Linked DNA regions of Mus musculus: region 2 is linked to region 1. The links are chromatin contacts, called in public HiChIP or PLAC-seq maps. All regions are on one chromosome and are shown on one strand. Each heading gives the region's core, a stretch centred on a gene start, on an enhancer-like site or on the middle of the called end of the contact. The rest is flanking DNA. Distances are from core to core; before and after follow the strand shown. Region 1 overlaps Msx1 (msh homeobox 1). Region 2 overlaps Gm40289 (a long non-coding RNA gene).

Region 1 (5,374 bases), core at 2,590-5,089:
CCGGTCCTGAAACCAGGCAGGACTTGCACAGAGAAATTGCTAATCGGTGCTTCAAGAGATGAGCCCAGCCCTATAGAAAGCAAGGAGCCCAGCTCCTTCCACTGTCAAACTCTAAGCGCTTTGGCAGCAAAGCATTGCTCTGAGGGGGCAGGGCGCATGCTGGTGCTTCACCAAGGTAGGTTAAAGAGACTTTCCCAGGACCAGAAAAAAAGAAGTAAAAAAAAAAAAAAAAAAAACCAAAATCTGTTTCTATTTAACAGTACATTTTCGTGGCTCTCAAGCATCCCTTTTGAAGGGACTGTGTGTGTACTATGTAATATACTGTATATTTGAAATTTTATTATCATTTATATTATAGCTATATTTGTTAAATAAATTAATTTTAAGCTACAAGAAATGATGTCTGTGGGTTTAGTTGTGTGTTTTATTGTCCCTTCTTTCTCTTCACATATAAAATTGCATTCCTGTTTGGTGGTAGTTTTACACTAGCAACTTTCAGCAGTGACAGGAAGATGTACAGCCACCATCTTTTGGACACACAGGAGAGATTTGCTTTATTAACACAGTCAAATGGAGAATTGGAGCAATTACCTAGGATAATTAGGCTCAATTTTCCAATTCACTTTAAGCTGAAATAGACACTTGCTCTTTCTACCAATAACCCACTCTTCCTCCCACCCCACCCCCCTTTTAAACTGTCTATGAAAACGAAGTGACTTGGCTTGATGGTTTGATGACTGTCAACAGCTAATCCAGACAATTCCATCCCCTCGAACCTGTTTTTCCTACTGAAGGGGTGGAGGTGGGGGCCTGGGCTAAACCTTCTAAACAGTCACCAGTGTGGAGACAGTGTATGAAGTTTCATTCTAAGCTACTTAAAGAGCTTTGCGCAGCTAGCCCAGCCTAGCTCCACAGAAGAGTACTGAAAACCCGGGGCTACCCGGTGCCCCGGCCCTGCTCTCCTGCCCTCATAAACTGGGTTTTTCTTTTTATGTCGTCAAGTTCAGGCTTCCAAGAAAAACATATTTGAGTAAGTGCAAGTTTAATATTTGGGGGAAAATTCTGCAAGGATACGAAAGACAGAAAATCACTCACCCTGTGGTCAATAAAGGCTACTGTGTACCCCCAGCCCCCACTTCCCTTTCTTGTGTACCGAACCTCCCCCTTGGGTCGCATCAAATCTAGGTGCTTCCCCAGATGGTTGAAGTTTGAATATCCAAATGTAAGAGAGCCCTGGGCAACCTAGTCCAGAGCTGTCAAGAGGGGGAACCCAGAACCCTAGTACCTGGTGTTGGACTTGGGAGGTATGAAGGTCTCCACAATTAAAGCATAGAAATTGTGTCTGCTCCCAGGCTCAGTTTGGCCTGGGAATTTCGTGAGAGACTGAAGCTTCCTGTAGGCGTGGAAGTGTTAGGCACTGGCTCCAAGCAGCTCCAGAGGTGGTCTTGGGTCCTTCAGCCTGCTGTTTTGGAGTTAAGGCTCCGTTTCTCTGGCTATTTGTCACACCCTCTTCCCTAAAAGAAGAAGAAGAAGAAGCCTGTCGCTGGATCTTGGTCCTACAACTGGGACAGTCTGGAGGATTCAGGAAGTGACCCTCAGTCTCTGGGCCTCTGGAAGCAAATCTAGGACCTGGGTCCTGATGGAATAACCACACCTTCAAGGTTGGGATCTCGAACCACATGCTCTGTAGAGGCACTTGGAAGCTTAGATGTGCATCCTTCTTGCTGTCAGCCACACAGATTAAGCAGTTTAGGGACAGCCTTGTACAGTACACCCCGACCCCAGTGATATACTGGTCTCCTTTCTAGAAAGGCCCAGGAGACTGATTCAGAGCAGTCTCTTCGTGGGTCTCAGTTCATCCGTGGTCTAACCTGCCTCAGAGCCTGTGTGACCTTTTCATATGCAGGCAAGGTCATGCTATCTTGCTGTACTTCAGTTTTCTCACCGGGGAAAGGGTCTGAGAATCCTCATTAACCTCTGTTAGAATTTGGGGAATGTGTTAACCTGTACTGGATACTGCAGAATATTCCTGGCGACTGCGTTTGCAACTGGCGCTGTATTCTCCCTTTCCTCACTCAGAATAGAGCAATGGCGGGGTAGGATTCTGTGTCTCCTTCTGCCTCCTCTGAGTTTAGCAATTTAGGGTCGAGGCAAATTTAGAGCAACATAATTGCTGTAATGAGCAACGGTTCGCGTTCTGCAGACGCGCAGTGGCTCCAGCTAGGCGGTAGCTGCAGGCGAGGCGGGCGCGCCTCCTCTTCCCCCTCCCGAGCCTCCCTGGGACCCCCGCCCGCAAGCGCCTTGGCCTTTGGAGGCAGTCTTGGGCTGGGGTTTCCTTCCAGTACCGGGTCCGTTCATTTTTCTGCTTAATTTTTTTTCTTTCAGCAGCCCTTTCTTTGCCCCATTTCCCAATTCTCTTTCTAGACTCGGCGTGTACACAGAAAGTGATCAATAGGTGTTCGCTGTATCTGAGCAGCCCACTGGTTTGACGTCCAGATTTGGAAGCCGCTGTAAACACAGTGAGGCAGAAATTTGCGGCCGGGTGGTGGATTCCGCTTCTTAATGGCGGTTGCAGTAACTGGGGTTCCTTGTCTATTCAAGCGAAAGTGATGTCTATAGCGGGCCCTTGACTTGGTCCTTTGCGGATCAATGTTCTGATCCAGCTAACGTGTGGTCTCGATCACAGGGGGCGGGGGAGGGCACTGGGTCACCATCTAGGGCACTGGCGGGCTGTGGTAGAATAGTCTGTTCTTGGGATCTGCTGTGTTGAGCGTTACTTGTGCGTGCAGGCTGTGTCTCTCCTTCGCTCAAACCCAGATTTCTACAGTTTTTTGGGGGACTCCCGTAGCCCAGAGAGGTAGCGGGATACACAGCTAATGAAGGGACAGAGTAGGGATTAGATCTGACTTCACTTGGAACCTACGTGTTCCTGATCCCAAGCCTCTGTAGCTGAGGATCATTGGATGCTATGACAGTTCTCGCACAAAATGTGGGTGTCCCGGGAAACTAGCCACGGGTGATCTGGGCCCCAGTTGTGACTTTAACTCCTTTTCCATGACCACACGCAAACACTGTTCTTGGGGGCCTGAGAGGGACGTATCCCTTGCCCGGCAGGCTGTCTGCACTTGTGTTTTTTTTTATTTGGTTGGGAAGATCACCGAAACTCAGCAAATTCTGTTTCTGACGACGCCACAGAACTGGAGCGGCCGCTCCAGCGTGATAACTGGGAAGGGGTGACACTGGGCAAGGTCGGGGACTTGGTGCACCAGAGCTCTGGTCTTGGGTAGCTAGGCTTAGGCGGTCGCAGCCCGGGAGGCTGGGTGGGGCTCGCATTCAGAGTGCCTAGTTTCTGGGTTACGTGGCTCGGATAGCCGATTCTGGAAGGACAGCCCAGGCCGCCCAGGAGACTCACAGAAGACCAGGCGTCGTACCGTGGGGCCCCTTTAGTGACCCGAGGCCCCTAGGTGAGCCCGACTGGTTCAGGTCTGCGCCCCGCCAGAGCCCTCAGGGGCGCAATGGGGAGCTGTGAGGAGAGGCAGCGGCCGCCTTTCAACTATTCGGCTGGCGCCCGCCTGGCCAGGCCCCCGGGGCCGCAAGTTCTTCCCGGCTCCGGCTCCGTCCTGTCCTCCCAGTCGCTCTCTTCTTCACAACAGTCCCCCTACCCTTCAAGCCATCGGGAGCACCTGACCCCACCTCCCACAGCCAAATGTTCACTCTCCTCTTCTGCACCCCCATGCTTGCATCCGGACTCCTCGGGGGATCCCTTCACTCTGTTCGACAGCTCGGGATCCCCGGTTCTCGCGGCCCTACAGGGCCCTGGCCACACGCCTGCCGGCCTCCGCCACAGCGCCACACCGCGGTTTCAGCCTCCTTTTCTCAATGTCAACTGCCGACAAATCCCCTTGCCCAATGCCGAACACAAGCAGAGCCTACAAAGTGCTTGTGCACACATGACCCATACACATCGTCGCAACACACCAGCACACCTTTCAGCAAACACACAAAGTCAACATGTGCATCCCAGACGCACAAGTCAGACTCACATAGATGCCCAACACATGTCTAACCATCACACATCATACACAAAATCAGTAGATGGCACATACACTTCAACAGACACACCACCTTGGGCAGGGCACGCAGCCCACAGCCCACAGCCACACAGCCACACAGCCACACAGCCACACAGCCACACACAACCGGCAGAAGCATACATTACACACACAACCAACACTCATCCCCAAAGCCTACTCGCTAGCATCCAAGACAAGGCCACCTTCTAATGTCTCTAGAAAGTCAGAGACTTTAAGGCCTACTGAGAGAGACAGACTTTCATGAGGAAAAAGAGGGATAGGAAAGAGACAGGCAGATGAAGAGAAAGAATTCCTTTGGTGTGTGGAGAGATTGAGGGAAAGATCCAGCAAAGCCTGGTAGAGAGCAGAACGGGTCTCAATGGGAGATGTGGAATCACAGCATTCTAGCATCCTAGGTGCTGGGGGCAGGCACCAGGGTGAGCACCAGAGGAGCACTATGCAGAGGCACACATGTAACTGTTTATGTACGAGTGCTTTGGCCCTCATACACATGTGTGTGCACGGCCAGTTCTAGGATATAGAGCTTTCATGGGTGAGGTTGAGGAATGCTGGGAAGTTCTTCCCTTCAACATAAGGAGCCTTCGTCCCCCTTCCCCAGAGCAGAGCTTCTGCCCTGCATTTGGCAAAGCCTCACATGCCTTCCCAAGATGGGGCTCCTAAGGGACCTGGCCCTGCTTACTCTTGGACAGCACTCGGGCCCAGGATCAGGACCATCTGTCCAGCATGTCAGGCAGGCCCAAAGATGTGGGTGCTGCTAGGAACAGCCAGAATACCACTAGATACTGCAGTCTGTCAGTGTCTGATTGTCTGATCTGCAGTTGTCTGCCTGGAGATCCTCGTTTTAGACTTTTGAGGCCATGTGATTTGAGGCAAGTTCCTTAAGTTTTCTGGGCCTGTCTCTTCTCTATATGCCAAGTGTAGGATGCTTCTGTTTCCTTGTGGTCACGGGAACAACAGGAAAGGCTTTGCAATGTGTGTGGCCCTTCCACCAACAAATATCCATGGTGAAATCTTAATAAAGCAGTCAGAATTGTGTCCTGGTCTTCCAGGAGACTCCAGAGAGCCAGAGTGTGCCAACCACTCAGGTCTGAGATGTGGGGCTCAAATCTGGGTCTGTCCCTAGCTGGATGGTGACCTCTACCTAGCAATTTACTACATCTCAGAAGCTTTGATTATACCCATATGGCCTTGCGCAGGGCACATAGCACATCTGAACAGGCACAATGATCAGAGTTCCCTTTGGGCTTTAGTTAGAAGAAAATTTAAGGGTCTGCCTGCCC
Region 2 (4,824 bases), core at 1,770-4,269, 160 kb before region 1:
AGCACTTGAAAAGCCTTGAAGTTGGGAGCAAGAACACTGGCTTTGGGTTTCTGGCTTCCTTTGCAAGGGGTAGTCTTTGGGAACTGACAGAGGATCTCTGGGCCAGTTACTTGTGTGATATAGAAACAGGTCCAGTTACACAACACAGGATGGTGTGCAGACATCTTCATCCTTCCAGGAGGAAAGTACCCCTTATCCCTCGTGGTTCTGCTATCCCTACTCATAGCTGGGGGAAAAAAGATGATACCCAGACTTCCAGAATGTGTCCTGATGTCACAAACACCAGCACATTCTTCCAGCAACATGAGGTATGTTCCTACTGTTGGTAATTCTGAGTTCTCAGCATCACAAATGAAGACACAGAAGCCCGGGGACTGGGAGTGTGCTGTTCCAGGGGCCAAGGGAGGAACAGGTTTGTGTAGCTCTTGAAGTTCAGTATTTGTCCTGCTTTCCCTCTCTCAAATACAACAGCCCGTGACAGGTATTTCACATTCAAATCACAATCACCTTTGAGACTTAATTTTCCCATTGTTAAAATGGATAGTGCTTTTATGCTATGGACCATGGATCTTGCTAGCGGGTGGGGAGACAGTCTAGAATTCCCAGCTAAACCTCTGGCATTATAGATGAAAAAGGTGTTGTCAGTACTAGGCTAAGACCAGACACATGCATTTTAAAGCCTGGCTGTCTTGTCACAGATAGACTCGACTGACACACACAGAAACACAATTTCTATCGGTTGAAGATGTGTGCCCTGCTCTATGGGGGAAGTCTCGTAATGAAAAATGTCTGGAGCCACGGGATTAGCTTGTATCCATCCACTTCGAGAGCCTTCCATCTGCCAGACTCTGTGCTTGGTTAATGGGTCAGAAAATCCAATTCCCTGTAGCAAAAAAAAAATCCACAGTCAGGGGTATCTGTGTGTATTGGTAGGAGGGACCTACATGTAAACAGACAATTGAGAAGCACTTGGAAAAGTGTCCTGACAGAGGGAAGCCCTTCCTTTCTAGGACCTCAGAGGAAGTACATGGATCCCAGCTTAGGGCTATCAGAGAAGGCTTCCAAGCAGAGACGACACTTAAATTTCAAAACAAAGAGGACTTAGCCAGAACCTGGGAGAAGAGGGAACATTCCATGAGATGGGGCCAGTGAGCAGATTTAGAGGCAAGAAATGTCAACCAAGTATAGGAACCAGGCCAGCGAACACTAGGTAGCACTGAGTCACATCTAAAGGAAAGGCTTTTGGGTACCAAAGGGTAAAATGGAAACCCAGGGATGAATATACAAGTCAAATATCCAACAAGAATCTTGTATCCAGAACAGAGAATGTCTACAGCTTAATACAAGTAAAAGGTTGGCAGAGACTTGGAACAGATGTTTCTCCAGGGAGGAAACACACACATGAGCAAGCTTAATGAGCAGCCCTGCATCACTCCTCGTCAGGAAAGCTAGAATCAAACCATCGTGAGGCACCTCTGTGCACCCGTCAGGATGGGTGTGAGCCAGGAACAGACATCAGCAGGCACTGGAGGCTGAGAAATGTGCCCGGCTGGTGAAATGTGAAATCACTCAGGCACTGTGGGAATCCACTGGCCATTTGTCAAAAGCAAGCCAAGAACGAATTCCTGAGTAATCCAAGAATCTGTGTTTGGGTTCACTCAGGGAGACACATGCACCCACATTCAGAGATGAAGAATCATTTCAGACCCAAGAGTTGGAGGCCAGAGCTCTTGGCTTGACTGTCTCTCAGATGCCAATAAGCAGAGACAGGAATTGAATCTTAAAACTGCGCTTCATTTGGAGATCCTGAAATCTGAGAAGACAGTGGATTGCCATACTAAATACCTGTCTAACACCACATCTCCAGCCAGAAGATTAATATAGATGGGGAGCCAAGGTTGCCAGTCACTCCAGAGCTCAGACTCTCTACTCGCTGAAGGTGAGCAGCCAGGTTTTCTAAGACTTGTGATGTCAGTGTCTCCCTACCGCCAATTACTGTGGATTGCCTGGCCAGTGGTCCTCCAGAAATCCACCTGTCTCAGACTCCCCACAGTGTGGGATGCAAACATAGCTACCACGCCTGCTTTCTGTATGGGTTCTGGGGATTGATCCTGGATCCTCGTGCTTGTATGCCATGTACTTTATAGACTTTATACACTGTCTTAGAAGAGACACTGTGGCCGGGTGTGGTGGCACATGCCTTTAATCCCAGCACTCGGGAGGCAGAGGCAGGTGGATTTCTGAGTTCGAGGCCAGCCTGGTCTACAAAGTGAGCTCCAGGACAGCCAGAGCTATAAAGAGAAACCCTGTCTCGAAAAACCAACCCCCCCCCCAAAAAAAAAGAAGAGACACCGTGACCACAGCAGCTCTTATAAGGAAACATTTAATTGGGGCTAGTTTGCAATTCAGAGGTTTAGTCCTTTATTGTCGTGGCTTGTGTGTACAGACAGACATGGTGCTGGAGAGAGAGCTGAGAGATCTACATCTGGACCTGCAGGCAGCAGGAAGTGACAGTGACACACTGGCTGGGCTTGGACTCCTGAGACCCACCTCAAAGCCCACCTGCTATTGACAAAGCCTCTAACAAAGCCACGCCTATTTCAACAAGGCCACACCTCCTAATAGCACCACTTCCTATGAGCCAATGGAGGCCACCACATAGACAAAGTGCTTATAGAGGTATCTCCCTGGTCCAGTTATCTTAACACACAGTACATATACATCACACACACACACACATACACACACACACACACACACACACACACACACACACACACACACACGGAAAGGATGGCAGAGGACCTTCTAGAAGGGTCTGCTCTTCTCTGGGAGCAGGAGTATACATATGTGGGACTCAAGGTTTGGGACTCAGTTTCCCAATGGTTCCTGCTGAGGCTCCCAGAGGCTTCTCAAAGGCATTGCTGAAATACCTTCCTGGGAGGGTACTGCCTCCTGCCCTATGACTGAAGGGGTAGCTGAAGGAACTCTGGTTGTAACTGACCCTGGGAGTTGCCTCCCTCCTGCCAGGTGCCAGGCGTCATCTGGAACCTGTAAAAAGTTCATTTAGTGTGAGGTTGAGGCTAGGCATCCAAGGTCTGCCCCTTCATGGGAAGCCAAACCGCCCTTTAAAAGAGGAATTAATTCAAAGTAAGTCCTTAGGATCCCAAATCATTAACAGACGTGTTTTGCAAATATCCAAATAATTGTGATTCTGGGTGTCTGCAAACCTCTCATTGTTGCCAGTGGACAGATTGTCTGGGATATTTTATCCCACAGGCTCATAGCGAGTGACACTATTACCAAGAGAAGAGCTGTGACGAAGACTCCAGTTTCCACATGAGCTGCCCAGTTTGGTTTTTATTAAGCCAGAGGAGGTGTCCATTGAAGGAATTTCCTTCATTCTACATTTTGTATCTTCTGGCTTCAAGTGGGTGGCAGGAAGGTCAAGCCTGAGAGAGAGGCTATCTATGGCACTCTGCAGGTGGCACAGCCATTGTGTCTTGCCTGCGAGTCCTCCTAGACTCTGGGCAAAGGGCTGTGCTACATCACACTTTCCAAGAGCCTCAGAAACATCAGCGAGTGGCTTGAGGCCACTCAGTTGGTGGAGACTGGAGAAAATTGAAGACACGGGCCTCTCATCTGGAAAGGACTGAGTTCTGATCTCAGAGGCTCTGAGAAATATGCTTCCAACCCACTGTGTAATTTCTATCCTCCTGCCTCCACCCCCAGCGTGCTAGGGTGCCATTTGTGATGCTGGGTATCGAACTCAGTATTTCCTTCATGCTAGGCAAATGGTAAACGACTGATCTGTAGCTCTAGCCTCAGACCAAGGGGTTCTGGATGCAGAAATCCTGGGAGGTTTGCTGCTCCTCATCCCACCATCTCCCCTGTCATCCTTGGGCCATTTCTATCCTCCCTCCATCTTCCTGTCATCCTTCTGGCCCCTGCAGCACACCACACTCCATCCCTAGTAGTTCCTTTAAGATGTGCAGGTTTCTCAGTTTCAAAGAGTTTAACAAAGGGGAACCTCCATGAATCTTGGACCCCTGGGTCTCTGGATTATACCAACCAGCTCTCTTAGACACCCAGCCTCTGCACCTCTGACCTCAGGCTCTTTCACAGCCTGGCTGTGTCCTTTCAGCAGTTCTTGGATATAATCTAACAATGTTCTGTTGGGGATGCTCTCTCTCCCCCTCTCCTGCTTCTCTTCTTCCTCCCTCTCCCCCTCTCTTGTCTCTCTCCTCACTCACTCACTCTGTATCCCTCCTTTCCTCCCTCCCTTCCTCTCCTCATCTCCTCTCTCCTTTCTCCCCTCCCTCTTCTTCCTTCCCTCCCCCATGTCTTCCCCTGCCCTTCCCAGAGCTGGGCCTCTCTCAGCCTCAAGGTTGATAGAGTCTTGTCCAAGTCTGGCTGGACAGGCTAAAGGGAGACAGGACCTGATAAACTTTCTTTTGATCTTCCATCTACAGTTTGAAAAAATAAATCTGCTGGTGGGTCAGAGCCCAGGAGCTGGAATAGTTCCTTGTTCCATGTTCAGGGTCCCTGACTCTTGCAAAGTTCATGTCAAAAGCAGGGACTGCACTGGGGAGGGATTTGAGAGAATGGGCAGGGAACCTAATTAGGTGAAAATCATTTAAATGGTTTTCCAGGCATCTTTGATTTAAAACATTTATCACCACCTAACGCATAATTAACAGCAGGACAAACGACTGAACAAAAGCTCTTCTACCCAGAGGGATTATGTTCATTTTCATTAATCTTATATATTACCATCTCTCTCTAAGTGAATGTTATCTTAAAGGCCCAAATGCCTCCTTTGAT

Evidence for each region. HiChIP or PLAC-seq counts read pairs in DNA pulled down with a chosen protein or histone mark.
Region 2: an H3K4me3 HiChIP or PLAC-seq map of embryonic limb bud shows a contact between it and region 1, with 2.8 times the contacts expected there. The contact joins two enhancer-like sites. A contact is called at or near these places in 4 of 39 promoter capture datasets (cranial neural crest, embryonic stem cells, frontonasal cranial neural crest and 1 more), 3 of 484 Hi-C or Micro-C datasets (embryonic stem cells, nephron progenitors and stem cell-derived primordial germ cell-like cells), 8 of 115 datasets of contacts at active chromatin or transcription factors (craniofacial prominence, embryonic forebrain, embryonic limb bud and 4 more) and 2 of 9 other capture datasets (adipose tissue and embryonic stem cells).

The regions. Positions count from the first base shown.
Region 1 is chr5:37,815,511-37,820,884 of GRCm38.p6, reverse strand. Msx1 (msh homeobox 1) reads left to right here. Exons shown (of 2, transcript NM_010835.2): 2 at 1-394. It also overlaps Msx1os. Among named protein-coding and RNA genes, the nearest start is that of Msx1, 6.4 kb to the left of the region's middle. RefSeq lists an enhancer at 1,240-2,233. Within about 2 kb of position 3,839, at least 49 of the 459 cell types and tissues checked have an H3K27ac peak or open chromatin away from gene starts, as enhancers often do. A contact at or near this core is called in embryonic limb bud, where this site is marked.
Region 2 is chr5:37,979,111-37,983,934 of GRCm38.p6, reverse strand. The region is part of intron 1 of Gm40289 (a long non-coding RNA gene); the gene reads right to left. Among named protein-coding and RNA genes, the nearest start is that of Gm40289, 9.6 kb to the right of the region's middle. Within about 2 kb of position 3,019, at least 1 of the 459 cell types and tissues checked has an H3K27ac peak or open chromatin away from gene starts, as enhancers often do. A contact at or near this core is called in embryonic limb bud, where this site is marked.